Regions from separate parts of the Mus musculus genome. Here all the other regions are linked to region 1. A link is a contact called in public HiChIP or PLAC-seq and promoter capture Hi-C data. All regions are on one chromosome and are shown on one strand. The core of a region is the stretch at or near the end of the contact, and the rest is flanking DNA. Distances in the headings are between cores, read along the strand shown. Region 1 holds the start of Pdk2 (pyruvate dehydrogenase kinase, isoenzyme 2). Region 2 holds the start of Eme1 (essential meiotic structure-specific endonuclease 1). Region 3 overlaps Fam117a (family with sequence similarity 117, member A). Region 4 holds the start of Chad (chondroadherin).

What was found. Promoter capture Hi-C pulls out the DNA fragments that hold promoters and counts their contacts. HiChIP or PLAC-seq counts read pairs in DNA pulled down with a chosen protein or histone mark.
Region 2: an H3K27ac HiChIP or PLAC-seq map of embryonic brain shows a contact between it and region 1, with 4 times the contacts expected there. The contact joins the promoter of Eme1 here to the promoter of Pdk2 in region 1. A contact is called at or near these places in 1 of 484 Hi-C or Micro-C datasets (rod photoreceptor), 2 of 115 datasets of contacts at active chromatin or transcription factors (embryonic brain and extraembryonic endoderm stem cells) and 2 of 9 other capture datasets (adipose tissue and pancreatic islet).
Region 3: a contact with region 1 is called in a promoter capture Hi-C map of hippocampal neurons, with 2.3 times the contacts expected there. The contact joins the enhancer-like site here to the promoter of Pdk2 in region 1. A contact is called at or near these places in 5 of 39 promoter capture datasets (hippocampal neurons, liver, pre-B cells and 1 more), 3 of 115 datasets of contacts at active chromatin or transcription factors (memory CD8 T cells, pancreatic cancer cells and stem cell-derived neural progenitor cells) and 1 of 9 other capture datasets (adipose tissue).
Region 4: a contact with region 1 is called in an HNF4G HiChIP or PLAC-seq map of pancreatic cancer cells. The contact joins the promoter of Chad here to the promoter of Pdk2 in region 1. A contact is called at or near these places in 1 of 39 promoter capture datasets (liver) and 1 of 115 datasets of contacts at active chromatin or transcription factors (pancreatic cancer cells).

The regions. Positions count from the first base shown.
Region 1 is chr11:95,038,697-95,043,235 of GRCm38.p6, reverse strand. It overlaps Pdk2 (pyruvate dehydrogenase kinase, isoenzyme 2), which reads left to right and starts at 1,865. Exons shown (of 11, transcript NM_133667.2): 1 at 1,865-2,097; 2 at 3,746-3,887. The coding sequence starts at 1,980.
Region 2 is chr11:94,650,806-94,655,042 of GRCm38.p6, reverse strand. It overlaps Eme1 (essential meiotic structure-specific endonuclease 1), which reads left to right and starts at 1,300. Exons shown (of 9, transcript NM_177752.5): 1 at 1,300-1,347; 2 at 4,020-4,237. The coding sequence starts at 4,049. Mrpl27 (mitochondrial ribosomal protein L27) reads right to left here and starts at 1,252. Exons shown (of 4, transcript NM_053161.2): 1 at 1,202-1,252. The coding sequence starts at 1,241.
Region 3 is chr11:95,353,876-95,358,164 of GRCm38.p6, reverse strand. All of the region lies in intron 1 of Fam117a (family with sequence similarity 117, member A), which reads right to left. Among named protein-coding and RNA genes, the nearest start is that of Fam117a, 19 kb to the right of the region's middle. Within about 2 kb of position 1,279, at least 145 of the 459 cell types and tissues checked have an H3K27ac peak or open chromatin away from gene starts, as enhancers often do. A contact at or near this core is called in adipose tissue, hippocampal neurons, liver and 1 more, where this site is marked.
Region 4 is chr11:94,562,655-94,567,405 of GRCm38.p6, reverse strand. Chad (chondroadherin) reads right to left here and starts at 2,359. Exons shown (of 4, transcript NM_007689.5): 1 at 1,538-2,359. The coding sequence starts at 2,308. Acsf2 (acyl-CoA synthetase family member 2) reads left to right here. Exons shown (of 16, transcript NM_153807.2): 11 at 4,488-4,595.

The sequences.
Region 1 (4,539 bases), core at 616-3,115:
CTTCGTAACCGCCTGTAACTCCAATTCCAGGCAAGCAGATGCCCTCCAGCCCCACAGACACCTATGTGCTGTGGTATGCAAAAACTCACTTGGGTGCACACACATACAGATTATAAATAGATCCTTTAAAAAATTTTTTTTGGGTTTTTTTTTGTTTTGTTTTTTGTTTTTTTTTTTAAAGACAGGGTTTCTCTGTGTAGCCCTGGCTGTCCTGGAACTCATTCTGTAGACCAGACTGGCCTTAGACTCTGAGATCCTCCTGCCTCTGCCTGGGATTAAAGGTATACACCGATACTTTTTTTTTTTTCAAGTGAAAAGGCTCTGTGTGTTGGAACCAACCAGGCCAGATTTGTAGTTGAGAATGCTTGCTAATTCTGTTTTCCTGCCTATAAAATGGAGGAAACGATATAATAATCCAGCAAGCAGTGCCTGGCCCACAGCATTACGCTTTCCAAGGTGAACTCTTGTTTTGTGTTGGCTACAGTTAAACTGTTATAACTTGCAGTGTGTGTGTGTGTGGGGTGGGGGGGTTGAGGATCAAACCCATAGTCTTGCATATTCTAGGAAAACACTCTATTACTGAGTTACTACCAGCTCAAACCCACCTTCTCTACCTTTTGGAGAAAAGATCTTACTAAATTACCCAGGCTGGACTTAAACTCACACTGCCTCAGGTGGGCCTTGGACAGATCTCCTCCTGCCTCAGCCTCCAAGAGGAGCACCAGGACTTCCTAAAGGCCAAACCTCAATCCTGTCTGTGCTTCACAGGGCCATAGTAAAGGCCGGGAAACCACTGGATAATCAATAGTAATGAACCTAGGAAGGCCCAGAGAGTGGGGCACATACCAAGTTTTACCAAAAGAGGGCGCATGACATTTCTCAGGGAAGAGGCAGGGAACTGCTAGGAAGACTGGGCTGGGCTCCCAAGCCGCTAACCACTAAGATGCCTTAGCTCCTGGGGACTCGCAATAAGGAAGCCAGCGGCACAGACAGTTGCTCGTCTCGGGTTAGGTGCACAGAAGGTTACCTTCTTAGGTGGTTGTGCAAGACGCGCAAGGTTTTATGCTCAGTCAAATGAGCGAGGTAATAATAAAATGGAACTTAACTAAAATTAGCACTGACCATAGCTCCTGCTCCCGCCTCTGCCAGTCCTAAGGGGGTTTGGCTCTGGCTGTTTTTGTTGTTGTTTTCCAAGTACCAGAGATCAATACAGGGCTTCATGCATACTGAGCAAGTGCCATGCCTTCTGAGCTACATTCCCACCCTGATATCGGATCTTTTTCGAAAGAGAGAGAGAGAGAGAGAGAGAGACCTTTTCTTGGGCTTTTTGGATATTTATGGAAGTCAGCGGGTTGCACGCATATAGGATAGCTTAGTATAAGCTCGCATACTGGTTTCGGATTTTGCAAGTGTTCATTCTGGGTCCATCATAGGAGTGAGAAACCACTGTGAGCCCCTATAGCAGAGCAGGTAAGCAGGTTGTCAGGTCAAACAGGTGCCTTTAGGAAAGGGACAGGGCAGGGAAGGGAGGTTTTAAAGAAGGAGACAGGGGAAAGAACCAGGGAAAGTAGAACGTCAAACGAAGGGTTAGCGGGACTCTGGGGAAGAAAGGGTTAACTCGGGGCTGGCCCCCAAGAAGTGTAGTTGGCGACAGGAGGCGGGACTTGAGCACAGCCCAGGAAAACAACAGGCCGTCTCCAGCACCTTCACGGTTAAGGAGGTGGGCCTCGAGGAGAGCCACGTGTCGAAGCGCAAGGCTATTGGTTCTCCCAGAGTTGTTTGTGCGCGCCCATTGGCGACGTCGGGGCGCCGGGACAAGCCGATTGGCTAGGCGTTGGAGGCATCGCCAGGGCAAGGGTAGGGAGGAGGCGGCCGAAGCCCGTCTCCCGGCTAAGCTGGGCCGAGCTGACGGCCGGTGCCAGCGCCTCCAGCCCCGGGACAGCAGCGAGATCCAAGCCCGAGCCGCAGGCGCCGTCGCCATGCGCTGGGTCCGGGCGCTGTTGAAGAATGCGTCCCTGGCAGGGGCACCCAAGTACATCGAGCACTTCAGCAAGTTCTCCCCGTCCCCGTTGTCCATGAAGCAGTTTCTAGACTTCGGTACGGAGTCGGCGTAGGCGGGCACCGGGGGCTGTGGGCGCGGGGAAGGAGACCCTGGCAATGAGAGGTTAACATCGGAGGAAGAGGTCCTGGGTGGTAGGAGGGTTGGCTTGGAAGAGTATGGACAGGAATGGGTAAACGGCGAGGCCAACCTGGCTGCCCACAAAGAGTTAAGAGTGCCCCCTTCACAGTTAACTAAGAATGGGGGCGCGGAGAAAGCGTTGCGAGGGATCGTGGAGAGTAAGAGACAGTGAGGGCATAGGACCCTATCCAGACATGATAGAGTTAGTGGGAGATCCCGGCCACTGAGAGTGGGCAGCCAAGAGTAAACAGGAGACGTGCTGTTGGAGTGCTAAGGAGATTCAGCCATCTGGAAGACCTGTGCTGTGCACGAAGGGCGGGGTACTTCTGAACAGAGCAAGGGAGAAAAGCCAGGGCAGGTGGGAAGGGGGCCCCTTGAAGTAGGAGGTGCTAACAGGGGAACTCCCCTGACTGGTGAGCCTCCACCCACTGCAGCTGCCCACTGGGCAAGGACACTTGAAGATCAAATCTGTTCTGACCTGGCAGCGGTTCCTAGCTGGGCAGAGCCCAACTTACCATGAGGTAGTCAGGTGGCTTTCACCCTCCTATGGCTACCCCTGGGTTTCTGAAGATCACCCACTCGGTGTTCTGAGGGTGGAGGTGGCTTTGGGGCAGGAGAAAGCTTTGCGGAGTGGAGGATGGAGACGTTGTGTGGCCCCCATCTGTCTGCAAGGTATTCCCTGGTGCCAGCTGGTGTAGGGAGTGGACCCAGGTCTCTCAAGAGTTGGCTGTGTCACAGGCAGGAGGACAGGAAGATGGCCGACAGGACTTGGGCACCTGTTTTCCAGGATATGCCTTGTTACTCCCTGTTCAGTTGGAGTTGTGAGCTTTGCTTGTGTAGGAAATCCTCCAGGGCCCACTCCAAGTCCCCGCCAAATGAATGCCACAGCTAGAAGGGACTTGGCCGTAGTTCGGTCCACCTATCTGGGGAAAACTGCTGATGATATACAGTAAGTTACAGAAGCATCGCCTGCTGTTGATCCTAGGTCTCCTGTCTCTAGCTGACACAGCTCATTCCTCTACTGCCTGTTAATCTTGACCCTGGACCAAGGTCCCCATTTGCCTCACAGATGGTCATTAACATGGCCAATTCTACATTGGCATTCATCTGTCTCCTCAGCCTAGATGAGATGGCCTGCCTCAGGGATAATGCTGAGTTCCTACAGTCCTGGGAACCTAGTCCTAGCACCCCATGGAGAAAAGGATTTCTTAGGTGCCTCTGCACCCTGGGCTAGCCCCCTGTGATGAGTGCCCACCTAGAGAGATGGAAAGGAAAGTGAGGTGAATCACGCCAGAACAGTTCAGAGTCAGCCCCGGGAACATCTTGTTTCCCTGGTTAACAAACAGGGTTTTCACTGAGGGTCAGTGGGTGATACACTCTGTTCCTAAATTGACATCCACGTGGTAGGATGTCTGGGGAAAACTCAAGCATCGCAAGGCTAGGAGGGCTACCTTGCTGTGTGCCACAGATAGGTCCCATGGTCATTTCAGCCTGCCCAGTTTCCACATGGGTGACTGTCCCCATGGTTTGCAGCTATTGATTGACCGACCCCTCTGTCATCCTCAGGATCCAGCAATGCCTGCGAGAAGACGTCATTCACTTTCCTCCGGCAGGAGCTGCCCGTTCGCCTGGCCAACATCATGAAAGAGATCAACCTGCTTCCTGACCGAGTGCTGGGCACCCCATCGGTGCAGCTGGTGCAGAGCTGGTGAGGTCCCCCTCACATGCCACCACCCCTCCATCCTCACCGTGTTCCTCTGTTCTTGTGTCAGAAGCTAGGACAGAGGCAAGGCACAGGGGCCCCAAGAGGCTGGAGAGTTAGCCAGGATTTCTTGGACTCCTCAGCCTGAGCAGGGTCAAAGGTCAAGTTCAGTCTGTTTCTCACCATCCCACTTTCCCTGGGGACTTAGTGTCCATTCAAGAAAGCGTAGCTTTCAAAGTCAAGAGCAGAAGTCATGCTGACATCAGCAGTAACCCTTGGCCTGCTCAGTAACTTGGGAAAACAAGAAGAAGAAAAAAAAAAAAGGTGAAGATTCAGTTATCCCGGTGGCAAATCTAACTTGTCTTGAATGTTGAAGAAACACTCAGTTAAATACAGACAATACAGTCCCTTCCCAAAGAGTTCAGAGGGCAAGGATCAAAAGTTCATTACAGGTAGCTGTAGGGACATTGCTGAGTGACTGGAGGCCAGATAGCCTCACATGAAACAAACAAAGGTGTGTCTGTCACTGGGCACGTCCCTGGCTGATCATCAAGAGACTTTTGTGACAACTGGGCAGCAACCTAGTCATCAGGATTTGCAACATGGGTTGACTGAGGATTCTCTGGGGCTTGGGAGGATCATACCTGTGGTCCCAGCA
Region 2 (4,237 bases), core at 51-2,550, 390 kb after region 1:
ATCCCCTCCCCCCTCTCCTGTAGCCCATGAAGACCTTGAACTTGCAATCCTCAGGCCTTTACTTCACATATAACCGAGGTTACAGGCATGCACTTCCTGGCTTCACCCACTCACTTACTGGTGATTGGTGTTTTGCTTTTGCCTACATTGTTTCACTCATATGTCTCTGCTCTTGTGAAAAACAAGACTTTACAGATGACTCTCTTCCCTCATTTTACAGAGCAGTAAGACTTGTGGAATCTATATCTTCAGAACAGACAGATGTCATATTCACCCACTACCCTCCAGCTTCTCTACCAACACCACTAATATCTGGGCCAAATGATCTATCCTATAGCAAGTCTTGCAGATGGTTTTCTGTGTAGGTTATTTTATTTTATTTTATTTTATGTTATTTTATTTATTTATAGCTTTTGAGTCTGTGACCCAGGCTGGCCTTGGATCTGATGAAATCTTCCTGCCCCAGGCTCCTAAGTGCAGGGATTATAGGCACTACTATTCCTGGTCCCACTTGGTTTCATTTTCATTTATTTATTTGCACCCAGTCTGCCTCCTCTTAATTGGCTCCTCAAAACTGTAAAACCGAGTCAAGTCATTTTCTTGCCTTCTGTCTACACAGGTTTGGTTGGGTCTGTCTCTTTTAGGTCTAAATTGCTATCCCTTCAAGAGACTTCCTTGGTCCCCTAATCTAAGACTCTTCACAATACTATTCGAGATTACAACTAAGTTACTCACGTGTTTACTGGCTGAACTCACAAGGCGTTAGAAACCATGTTTATGCTGGTACTCTGAGCAGTGTCTCACCAGACCTAAGCGTTGGTCATGGTCATAGACATCTGAAATACCAGCTCTAAGACGGCAAACTACACAGTGGGAACCTACCTCAAAAGCGAGGAAAGGAAAAAAGCTAAGTCTTGAATATCAATTAAATGTTTTGAACTTAGTCTTCTTCAAATCCGGAGGGATCCACATAAACCCAGAGGGGACAGAGCTTCTGGAGTAACTATCCAACGGGCTTTCATTCTGCACTCCCACCCTCCGCAAGCACCGCCCACAACGTGTCACGTGACCGGAGACAGTCGCCCTCCAAAGGTCCGGAGCCCCTCACTTCTTCCCCGTATCTAGGTTCACCATGGGCTCCAGTTTCCATCTCCCAGCCTCCCTGCTGTCTCGCCTCGCAATAGCCACAGTGCTGAGCTACCTGCTGCCCGCGTCCTCAGCGTAAGCGCCGCCGCCGCCATATTTGCTTCACGTTCACTTCCAGGCTGGGAAGTCTGCTTCCGCTACCGGGATAGATCTACTTCCGGGTCTTGCGGACAATTCAAAGAGTGGCGGGAGCAGTAGCAGGTGAGCCCAGATCTCTTGGGGTTTATGGCCGGGACCTCCGGCGACTTCTGCAGTGGACCGTGGGCCCCAGAGACAAGGAGTGTGGCCAGCACGGACGTTTGTCCCACTCCAGGAACCACACGAAGGTCCCTAGGGAGGGACCAGGGTGAGGCTCAGCTAGATTCTGTGCTAGACTGGTTGTAGATGCACAATTTCATTTAATTCCTTACAAACCTAAGTTACTGGTATTATGTTAAATTGAGATCCAGGAAGACTGCAAAGATTATCAGTCACTAATTATTGTTGAAAGAATGATTCTTGCGTGTAACCCAGCAGTTCCAGGCAGACTTAAGTGTACGCACAAGAGAACTGTGAAAACATACTCGTTCAAAATATTTGTACGTGAATGTCTGTAGCAACATTATCCGTAACAGCCAAGAAAGGGGAGCAGGCTAACCGTCCATCAAGCAATAAATGCGTAAACAAAATGTGACATAGCCACACAGTGGAATATTATTCAGCTATAAAAAATGAGGCAGTACTGGTGCATAGTATGGCCACAGAAGGACCCTGAAAGCATGACTGCGAAAGACACCAGTCACCAAAGGCACATACGGTGTGCTTTTATGAAATATACAGAACCTGTAAATCCATAGAGACAATGGATCTTATTTTATTTTTAGATGCTGGGAGAGAGAAAGAACTTGTTTTTTTGTGTGTGGGGGCTTTTTTTTTTTTTCTTAATTTTTAAATAAATAAATAAATGCCAGGTGGTGGTGGCGCATGCCTTTAATCCCAGCACTTGGGAGGCAGAGGCAGGCGGATTTCTGAGTTCTCAGCCAGTCTGGTCTACAAAGTGAGTTCCAGGACAGCCAGGGCTATCTATACAGAGAAACCCTGTCTCAGAAAAAAAAAAAAAAAAAAAATGGTTATAGAAATACCCTTGCTTTTGAGAAGTCTCACTGTATCAAGTAGGCTGGCCTTGAACTCAAAATATCCCCCTCTGTAGCCTCCCAATAGGTGGGATTGCAGTTGTGTGCCAGCATGCCCAGTTTGTAGGATTTCTCTTTGTGATGATGGAGACATTCGGGAGTAAGAGGAGGGTAATGCTGACACAGCACAGACATACGGAGCCCCATCAGTCTGAGTGAATGATTTCTTTATCTGTTAACTGTACTAAGGCTGGGGCCTAACGTTCATGTAGGGCTCTCTATGTGCTAAGCAAGCACTCTACCGCTGCTACTCCAACACCTAAAGGATAGTTTTGAGTACTATACACTATGTGAATTGTAAGGGGAGTTTTTTCCTGTGTGTGGACATGAGCGTACATGGGTGTGTGCATAGGCATGCTTTCCACTGTGTGTAGGTTCTAGGAACTGAAATCCAACTAGGTGACATATGTTTTTGCTCACCGAGCCATCTGATTTACTTGCTTTTATTTGTCTATTTTAAATTTTCATTTCTTTTTATTTTATATGGATGTGGAGGCCAGAAGAGGGCATTGGATCTCCTGGAACTGGGATGACAGGCGGTTGTGAGAAGTGTCCAGTGTGGATGGTTGGCCTCGAACTCAGAAATCCGCCTGCCTCTGCCTCCCAAGTGCTGGGATTACATTGTTTCTTATTTTTGTTTTTGTTTTAGAAAGATCTCCATGTTAGGGGGGCCAGTGAGATATGACTCAACTGGTAAAGGTGCTTGCTGACAAGCCTGATGACCTGGGTTCAATCCCCGGGACTCACACTGTGGAAGGAGGGGACAAACTCCCTGAAAGTAATCCTCAGATTGCCACATATGGGCTGGGGCATGTATGAGCCCACGCACATATGCAAATATTTTAATATTTATTTTAAAAATGATCACCCTGAGCCAGGCGTGGTGGTGCACACCTTTAATCCCAGCACTCGTTGGGAGGCAGAGGCAGGTGGATTTCTGAGTTCGAGGCCAGCCTGGTCTACAGAGTGAGTTCCAGGACAGCCAGGGCTATACAGAGAAACCCTGTCTCAAAAAACCAAAAAGAGGGGCTGGTGAGATGGCTCAGTGGGTAAGAGCACCCGACTGCTCTTCCGAAGGTCCGGAGTTCAAATCCCAGCAACCACATGGTGGCTCACAACCATCTGTAACAAGATCCGACGCCCTCTTCTGGAGTGTCTGAAGACAGCTACAGTGTACTTACATATAATAAATAAATAAATAAATCTAAAAAAAAAAAAAAAAAAAAAAAAAACCAAAAAGAAAAAAAAAGATCACCCTGTTAAATCAAGAACTATTGTGCACACTTGTGATCCCAGCACGTGTCAGTGCAAGGCAAAGAGAGATCTGGAGCTCACACTCGTTCTCAGCTGCATGAGTTCAAAGCCAGCCTGAGAGACACAAGAGACGGTCTCAGAAAGACAAAATAGAAAGCGCTATCAAATGCAGGCCTCTTCAAGGTGAGAGTATTGAGCTTTCGTTGGTATCCCCATTAAAGTTTTCCAACCCTATTTTGATAACTCTCTGTGACCTCGAAAGGTTTTGAAGCAGAGATCGTGGTAGTGTATCCTTGTGGCCATTTCGAGTTCCAGATTGAATGTGCTGAGGGCATGTCCTGTTTCTCTGATTCTCTGAACACATTTATCTTCACAAGGCTTGGCCTCATGAGCACGTCCAGTGGAGCAGCTTCAGTGACCTCACGTGTGTCTCATCTCTCCTCGTAGGCAGTTCATTTGAGAGCTCTAATGGGTTGATGGCTCTAAGAAGGTTATCCCTGTCTCGCCTCTCCACGGAGAGTGATTCTGAGGACCTGCCCACATTTGCCTTTTTGAAGAAGGAACCATCTTCAACCAACAGGAAGCCACCTCAGAGGGCGAAGAACATAGTGGTTGTCACCTCAGATTCTGAAGCCTCCTGTCCTCCATCACCAGGCCTCAAAGGT
Region 3 (4,289 bases), core at 30-2,529, 320 kb before region 1:
CCTGTTGTTTTAGGCACCAAAACTGAGTGGGAGCTGCTAACCCAAGGCATCAATTTCCCCTAAGGACAAACCAAAGCCAAAACCAGATAGCGATGCTATCCTGTGCCATCCTTAAAGAGGCTGCAGACTAGCAGGCACAGTGCTGATACCTAGGAGGGGCTATCCAAACAGCATAGGTCTGACAGTCCTATCCTCACTGCAGTGTGACTGCAGCCAACACTACCATCTTCACGGATCTGCCTTCCCTCTGCCAGCAGGGCCCAATCTGGTCCACCTTGCCTCCTAGGGATTCTGAAGAGAAAAGAAATGCAAATATGCTTTTATTCCCGAGGAAGATACAGGGAAGGAGGTGGAGAAAGAGACGACTACTGAGAAGTCTGTTGCAAGAAGGTTCTACAGGTGTATCACAGGCCTGGGGATTGAACCTAGGGCCTCACACACACCAGGCAAGCACTCTACTCCTGAGCTATGGCCCCAGCCCTCTCTTTACTTTTTATTTTGGGACAGGGTCTCCCTACCTTGCCCAGGGTATTCTTGAATTCAATCTTTAGTCTAGGGAAGCCTTGCCTTTCCATTTCTTCTGCCCTAGCCTCCTCAGTAGTTGTGATTACAGGCCTGTCCACCAGGCCTGGCAAGGTACTTGAATTTACTGTATATTCACTGTCCTTTACTAGGGACAGCCTACTGCTCTCCTGGATACTGTCTGTCTGAGAGAAGTGTGCGGAAAGGAGTAGGCAAGGGATACGTGCCTGTAGTCCCAGCACATGGAAGGCAGAGGCATTAGGAACAGGAGTTCCAGGCCAGCCTTGGCTACAGGGTGATCCCTTGTCTCAAACAAACAAAAGTCAATAAAGCTTCTTAGAGACTTGGGCATTGGCAGCTGTTGATGAGCAAGGGCTTAAGCTCCGCGGCTCACAAGCATCCCCTAGCAGACCCACAAGTGAGGGGGAAGTGGGTGCTTATGGGCATACCGGAAAGATGTGGGGAATGGGCGCTGTCCTGCACTCGTGTGATTACAGCTAAAGGATAGGAAGTGTTGAGAAGTCAAAACGGTTGCTTGTGGCTGAAAGATGAACTGGTTTTATTTCTGGAAAGCGCCCCTCTCAGATTTGGGAACCTGGGAGAGAAACAGAACAATCGGCTCCTGTATCAGAGAAGACAAGCCAGTATCATGACAGGCAATGACAAAGCAGCCAGCACTGGGGCATGGGCTGGGTGTCTGCAGGAGGGTGGGGTGTCCTGTTTACAGCACCATGGGGTATTATCGGCCCATCGCATGCAGCAGCCTCCACAGCTCAGCCACCTGGCGAGGCACCCTGGCACCAGGCCAGACCATTTCACCACACAGCTGAGCAGTGGCGGATGCTTTGGTTCTTGGGCAACAGCAAATGGAGAAAACAAAACAAAACAGCACCTACTAGATAAGAAGCCTTAGGTGCTATCTTCCAGAGCCACTTGGCCCTGTCTCCCAACTGCTACACTTGTTATGGCTCCAGGGAGAGGGGCTAAGAGAGGAGAGGCCCAGCAGTCAGGTGGTGTCAACGGAGCCAACTGCACACACGGCAGATAACGCCTTTGGTAAGTAGGTATGAGTGCCCACTGAGCATCAACGCGCTGATAGTCTCTGCTGATGGGAGAGGAGTAAGACAAGAAGCTACTGGCAGGGGAGTAGAGGGGAGAGCTGATGCCACTGCTCCATCAATGCCAGCTATCTGACACCAGGCACACTGGCAGGGGATACCCACACCCACCCCCAGCAAAGGTGCTTTCAGAAGGGCCACCAGTTCGTCTCTGCCTCCCCCTAAGACCTCTCCTTTGAAATCAACTCAAGCCTAACCCTGGCATAGGAACTCGAAGGAGAGGTGAGAGTCCTCAGGATGAAGACTATAGATAATGTAGGGCGTGAGACATCTCTGGTTCTTCTCAGCTTGGCCAGGGGAGAGAGCAATCAGCTCAGACCCAAGCCTTCGGGTTGGGCACCTGGAGGGACAAGTTCATCGTTTCGCTGTCTTGCAGGCCAGGTAGGAGGGAGGAACCTGGGATGGGAAGATGCTCTTAATCCCACCGACAGCATGTGCCTAGCCTTCCTAGTACATCTCCAAAATGGAGACATAATTTTACACCCAGCAAAAAACTCAACAACTAGCTGGTTCAACAAACAAGGCATGAGTCACTTTCTCATGCCATCAGACTTTGAAGCCTTCTCCCATCCCCTCTTTTAAAGAGAAAATAGCCCTCATGACAAATATGCTATAGGAAATAAGAACATCCAGCTGAGGGAACACAAAGCCAAAAGCTATGCATGCTCACCGCGAAGCAGCACAGCGCTACAAGGATCCTGGTTTCTCTCCATGCTCATAGGCACGCGTCTGTTTCCTTTTGTTCAGTAACCAATGAGCTTCACACAGGGATGAGATGCAGGCAAAGCCAGGGCAGTGTGGAGGGACCCTGAGGGACCCTGGGGGCTCCTACCCTGCCTTGTCCACTTGGGGTGTCCACCTGGAGAACAAAATACAACATTTTCCCCCAAGAACTGATTCGCAGGACGGAGGGGAAGTTCCTGCAAACAGCCTCACAGGGATTGTCTTTCTATTTTTGGACGTGTGCTGGGATTGAACAGTGTAGATGGCCTCATGAGCTCCCTGTGGTTTGGGGCCACTTCACTGCTTAACTCGGGACATGTGGGTTTTGGAAGAGAAGCTGTGGTGAAACCGAAACCCCCAATATGACTATCCGGGGGTTACAGACCTCCATGGAGAGCCCACAGAGACCCCATCTATATGTCTATTGGGGGGGTTACGGACCTTCATGGAGGGCCCACGGAGTCCCCATCTATCCCAGCTGTTACTTTGGAAATGGAGTGAGAGGGCTTTCTCTGTTCTGTTGTCTAGCACTGAAACTCAAGGAAGCACTCTATCGATGAGCTATAACCCCAGTCCTGACTAACATTTCTTTCAACACTAAGCCACAGCTAACTTAAACCTTCACAGGGAGAAGAAACTCAAAAGAACTAGACTGGAAGGGGCGGGGGGAAGTTCCATCATGCTATCCCTTCCAAAGAGACTTTACCCAGAAAAGAGCAACGGGATTTGTGTACACTCTAAGAACTGCTCAGCCAAACCCTCCATCAATCACTTGACTCCATATTTAAACGTACAACTCAAGAGAACCAGGGAAACCATTTCTGGCTTCATGTCTGACTTCCCTAAATGTAGATCACGTCCGCAGGCAGCTGGAAGAATGGGTCAAGAGAGAAGCCTTTTTAGAGATGTCACTGTGGGAAAAGAATATAAAGAATCCACTAACTGTATCTTCCAGGAGGCAAAGGGTAGCCCTGCAGTGTGTGCACAGGCATCAAAAAAAAGCGGGCTGTGGGCCTCTGACATTTGTTCAGCTCTCAAGAAACTACAGTTAGAAGAAAAGGAAGTAGGGTGAACTTTTCACCCTTTAACTTGATTCTCTGAAGAGGAGTTTCTGTAGGATCGGAGCATTCAAGACAAAACAAGTCGCCAGCAGTTACTGATGGAAGCTGCTTTCCTTGAGGATCTAATGGAGCCGCTGTAAGAGGAGCCCACACAGTAGCCTAACCTCCCATAAAACAATCCTCACCTCGTGACTGTTTGAAAGTAACAGGTGCCTTAGGGACATACAAACTCAAAGGACGAACAGACATCTTTTTCCTTGCTTCCGTTCTCATGGTAATCTGATTTCTATTCAACAGAGAAGAAATCATGGCATCCAGTCAGCTCTTAAGTTAGCTTGTAAGGTAAGTGGGGAGAAGGAGAACCAGATTAGGGCGGTTCATCTAGAATGAGTTTTGCAAGAGGACAACTGTGAAACTGTTGTACCGTGGTTTCTGTTCTGATTCTGTGCACCCCACGTGCTCACGCATCCATTCCGATGTGCGGCAGAATCTCTGAGACTTTTATCACCTCATGCTGAAGGTGAACTCATCTCTCCAAGATTAGAGTGCAAAGTGAAACCTTTCATTCCCCGAATAGAAGATTTTTCAAGGACATTTCCCACACTTGTATTTTAGTAAGACTCAACTGTTCCATGGCTTCCTGGCTGCCGTGGCTCAGGAAACAATGAGAACCGAAAGGTCCCTTCCCTTGCTAGGAACTAGACGATCCTACTTGGGACTCAGGAACGTTGCTTTTAGTCTCTGGGCATGTTGGATTGATTGGTCAAGGAAAGATGAAAATAATTTAGAAGTAAGACAAGTTCTAGTGAGGAAGGTTAAACCAAGTAAAAGGGAAATAAGATTACAGATCACTGCCAGGGCCAGG
Region 4 (4,751 bases), core at 1,110-3,609, 480 kb after region 1:
GCACACGGTGAACCTGGTCAGGGTTTGGTGGGATGGGCAGTGAGCCCAGGCTCCCCACAGCCCCCTGGTCCCAGGATTTCCCCCAGTGGTGTCCTCATTGCTCTGCCTTCTGCTAGATGCTATTTGTGGAGCTCTCTGTGGGCACTTTGGCCAGGATGGATGGCTCCAGAGGAAATGTATTGGTGCCCTCCTCTGAGCCTTGGTGCCAGTTTCTCTCTGGCCTCCTCATTCTTTTTTTTTTTCTTTTTTCTTTTTGGTTTTTGTGAGACAGGGTTTCTCTGTGTAGTCCTGGCTGTCCTGGAACTCACTCTGTAGACCAGGCTGGCCTCGAACTTAGAAATTCGCCTGCCTTTGCCTCCCAGGTACTGGGATTGAAGGCGTGCGCTACCACGCCCGGCTTTGGCCTCCTCATTCTAAATCAGCCTTCGTATGCTGTTCTACTGGCCACTGTTTTGTCACTAGGGTGGTCTACATTTAGCTGGGGTGAGGCCAGGCTAAAGAAGATCCACCCAGAAGGCTCCATCTACCTAGATAAGGTTGGCCTTCTGTCCTCAGCTCCGTATCTGTGACCTCTCACAGACCAGATTGGGCTGTGACGTTCTCTACAAACAAAACTACTCTACCTCGCTCTGGTCTCTGCCCGAACCTTCTGGCTGAAACTGTGTTGTGTACCAGGGTGATTCCCTGAAAAGGACTTTGCTCCTAGACAGCCCCGACCAGGCTAGCCTGAGCATCCCAAGGGAGGAAGAATTGAGGAGTCTGGGATCTGGTGACTGGGGAAAGCAAAAGTCAACAAACTGTCTGCTGGACAGTGAGACAGTCAGTCTGTGCTCTGAGGAGACACTTGGGGGGGCGTGTGCCAGGGATTGCATGTGTTTATTCACGGGCTGCAAGAGCACCAAGCCAGCAACTCGGTGAAGCCAAGTCAGGTCTCCGTGTCTTGGTTTCCCGTCCTTATTTGAAATCGACCCGAGGTTGCAATAAAATTGAGTGTGTTTCGACCCACGGAGGGAATGGGACGAGGGTGTGGGAGAGTTCTCCTTAAGGTACCTGCTCCCCAATTCATCCTCTGGCCTCTCACTTTACCTTAGCAACACAGGCCAGCACCCACTGGGAACAGGCACTCTTTGTGTTCTCTCAGCTTCTGGAAGGTGCCTCAGTAGACAAACCTTCCTTTATGAAATGGTAGGCTTGCAGGAGACTGGTAAGAGAGGGGTGGAAAGTCCAACAGGAAGAGGTGTCTGCTGTTAACCGTGGGGTCTGGGGCAGATGCCTCCCCAGAGGCCATTTGTGGGACCAGAACAGTTCCATCTCTTACAAGGAGTCCCAAGAGAGCCCTGCTGAGAAGCCTCGGGACCAGGTAAGGGTGAGAAGGATGGGGAGGGGTGTGTGTCAATGCAGAGAGAAGTGGCAAAGGCCCCTTGCTTTGGAGGATAATCTGAGTGACAAGGAGTCCAGGAGGAGGGAATGCTGTCCCGATGTGGTCCTGGGGTGGCATCCTAGAAAGAGCCGGGAGAACTGCAGCTGGGGCACTTACCTTCTCCAGGTTGGTGTTATCCAGCCAGAGGGTCTCCAGATATCTACCGAAGGACTGGAAGGCATTGTCTGGGATGCTCTTCAGAGGGTTGTGAGACAGCTTCAGCTCCTCCACCACCCGAAGTTTGCTCAGGGCGGCTGAGGGGTAGCTAGACAGCTGGTTCTTGTCCAGGTGGAACTTGGCTAGGTTCTCCACATCATCCAGGGAACCAGGCTGCAGGGAACTGAGGGCATTTTCTGACAGGTAGAGCCAGCGCAGGTCCTTGGCCCCCTGGAAAGCTCCAGCACGCAGCTCTCGGATTTTGTTGTTGTTGAGTTGCAAGATGAAGAGGTTGACCAGAGGAGAGAGCAACCCCCGGGGCAGTTCCGACACTTTGTTGTGGTCTAGATAGAGGTAAGTGAGTTCAGTCAGGTCGTCGAAGGCTCCAGCTCGCAATACCCGGATGTCGTTGTGGGACAGGTACAGGTAGATAAGCTGCTTCAGGCCTCGGAAGGCACCAGCCGCCACCTCGCGGATGTTGCAGTGTTGCAGGTGCAGGGAGACCAGGTTCGGCATGGTCCGAAACGAGTTGGCAGCCAGCACCGGGAAGTTGTTGCGCTGGAGATTGAGCAGTTTGGTTGTCTCTGATACCTTGGGGATCTTCTGCAGCCCCACCTTGTCGCAGATGACATGCTGCAGATCTCCATGGCAGTGGCAGTTTTGGGGGCAGGCGGCTAGCGCAGGCAGGAGGATGGCAAGAAAGACCAGACTGAATAAGAGCGCGCGGGCCATGGTTGGAACGCCTTGAGCCTGGGCTGGGGGCTAAGGCAGCGACAAGTCCTCGACTCTCGGGTCTCCCGGCCCATTTATAGGGCAGCCTTGACCGCAGTTGGCAGCGGAGCCAGCTACTACGTGGAGCACCGAAGCCACTGATTTAACCCCTTCCCGCCCAGAGATGCGTCCCCATCCTCGATGGCTGGGGGCCTCTTTTCACAGCAGGAGACCGTGTGTAGGGCTGAGGGCCCTTCCCCTGAACCCCAACCCCTTGGTTCCTGTTTGCAAACATTATGCTGCACCTTCCCCTACCCTCCTCTATCTGGACCAACACCCCGAGGTGGGGTGGACGGTGATAGGTGTGTCGAGGGGCCTCTGAATTTCCACTGGGCAGAGGGAAGTGTTCCCAGAACTTATTTATTTGCTCAAGTTTGAGTTCTCTACGTCTCCCTCCCCCATACACCCTTGGCAGACAGGTCACCCTGGACTCCGGGAGGGAGGAAGTGGGGCCCGACAGCCGGATGCGTCTCACCGCGGTCGGCCAGCCGGCGGCGCTTTAATGGGACTGTTGTGCGGCGCAGGCGGAGCGTGAGAGCTGCTGTGGGTTGGGCTCCCGCTTCTGGGTTCCTCAGTTTATCCCAAGGAGGTGGGGGAGCTGGTTGCAGAGGCTAGCTGACAGCCGTGCGTTTGGCTCTGCCCCTTCTCGGAGCCCAGTGGCACCAGGCCCGTAAGAGCTCCGGATTGTGGGCTTATTCACGACCCCTCTCTTAGCTCTGGGCTTCCTGTTCCCTGTCCTTTGTACCCTCATTCCCCTTTCTAGGGCTGAAGGCCACACAGAAATGTGGGAACTGGTGTGTGTGGGGAGTGAACCACAGGACTGACTGGCAACACACCTGGAGACCACAGGCCGCTGAACAAGCATGGTTGCACAGTCTCCTTCTTAATCTCCCCCAAATATCCTCATCTCCGGATCCTCCCCTCACCGGTGGTTAGGACCCACCCCTAAGGGGGGTCTCAGAGTGGCAGCCTAGTGGCGCCAATGTGTACTTGGCAGAGGCCATAGCTGGGCAATGACCCCAGGACTGTGTGAGCTGGTGGGAAGTGGGGTGTTGGCTACAGGCAACCAACCCTGGCTAGCCAGATGCTAGGTTGTGGGCAGCCCCGCCCTGGTGGACCAGGCTTCTGTTCACTTGCCAGCCACAGTGTCTGGAGTCCTGTGGAGAAGGGAGGGTGAGCAGGCAGGTTACAGCTTTGGCCCAGGGTGAGCTCTGGGTTGCTTGGCCAGAGATGGCTTCTGTTTTTGGGAGGTGGTGGAGGAGACCACAACTACGCCAGAACCACACCACCTGATGGTGTGCGGGCATGGAGGCCACCAACAGAGAGCTGGTAGAGGACAAGGTATCTAGACCTTCTCATGACACTCAATACATAGATGTAGGATTTGGACTCCAAGCCTGCACTTCCCATAAGCCCTTCTTATTCCTTGTCGCTAGAATGGGGTGTGTGGGGGTCATTCTTGGCCTAGAATGTTCTCTGATGGTATTTAGGCTGGCTGCTAGTTTTCCTGATGCACAGGATGTTCTAACCACTGGAGGTTGCAGGGGTAGGTGTGTGTGTGTGTGTGTGTGTGTGTGTGTGCGCGCGCACATGCATGCCACAGGCCTTTTAAATTCATGCTCTGGCTATATTTTTGTTTTAATGAAAATAAACACACAGTATCATCTCCAGAGCTTGTAGGGCACCCACCCTAAGGCCAGGCACTTGTCCCAGGTTGGAGGGGAGTGGTGTCTGTGTGTCTGTACCACTCCCAGCTCAATCCCAAGCCAGGCTGCCTTTCTCATCAAGTTTATGAGGCCTTTGGCTAAGAAGAGAGAGAGGGAGGCTGTTGTGGCCTGAAATCAAGACGGAAGGACCAAAGCAACCTGGAGATGGAGAGAGCAGCCATGGGTATCAGTGATGCCAGAAGCCACAGGCATCACAGGGCAGTGTCGGAACCTTGGCCATGAGAGGACTGGCTTCTAGTCTCAATTTGGTTTCAGACCAGGGGCCCTGCAGAGAGCTGCACTTCTGGCTTCTGACCTCTGGCTCTTGTCCCCTCGCTTACCTCAGTCCTTACTGTTCAGCTACCTAGGGTAGGTCACCCCAGCCCTCCTCTGTCCCTCACTTCCCTTCAAGCCGTCTTTTTTGGCCCCTCTAGGTTGTTTATGGAACCACAGAGAACAGTCCCGTGACCTTCATGAACTTTCCCGAGGACACCCTGGAGCAGAAGGCTGGTAGTGTGGGCAGAATTATGCCTCACACGGAGGTGAGCCCCCGACGGATGCCCTCAGAGCCCACCTCCCACCGCGTGAGGACAGTTAGGACTTTCCATCAGACATCTAAACAGCTCACTCAAATACAGAAGGCCCCAGTGCTGGGGGCTTGCTGGACCTGGCCCGGCTCTGTGGGCTGAAGCAGGGAG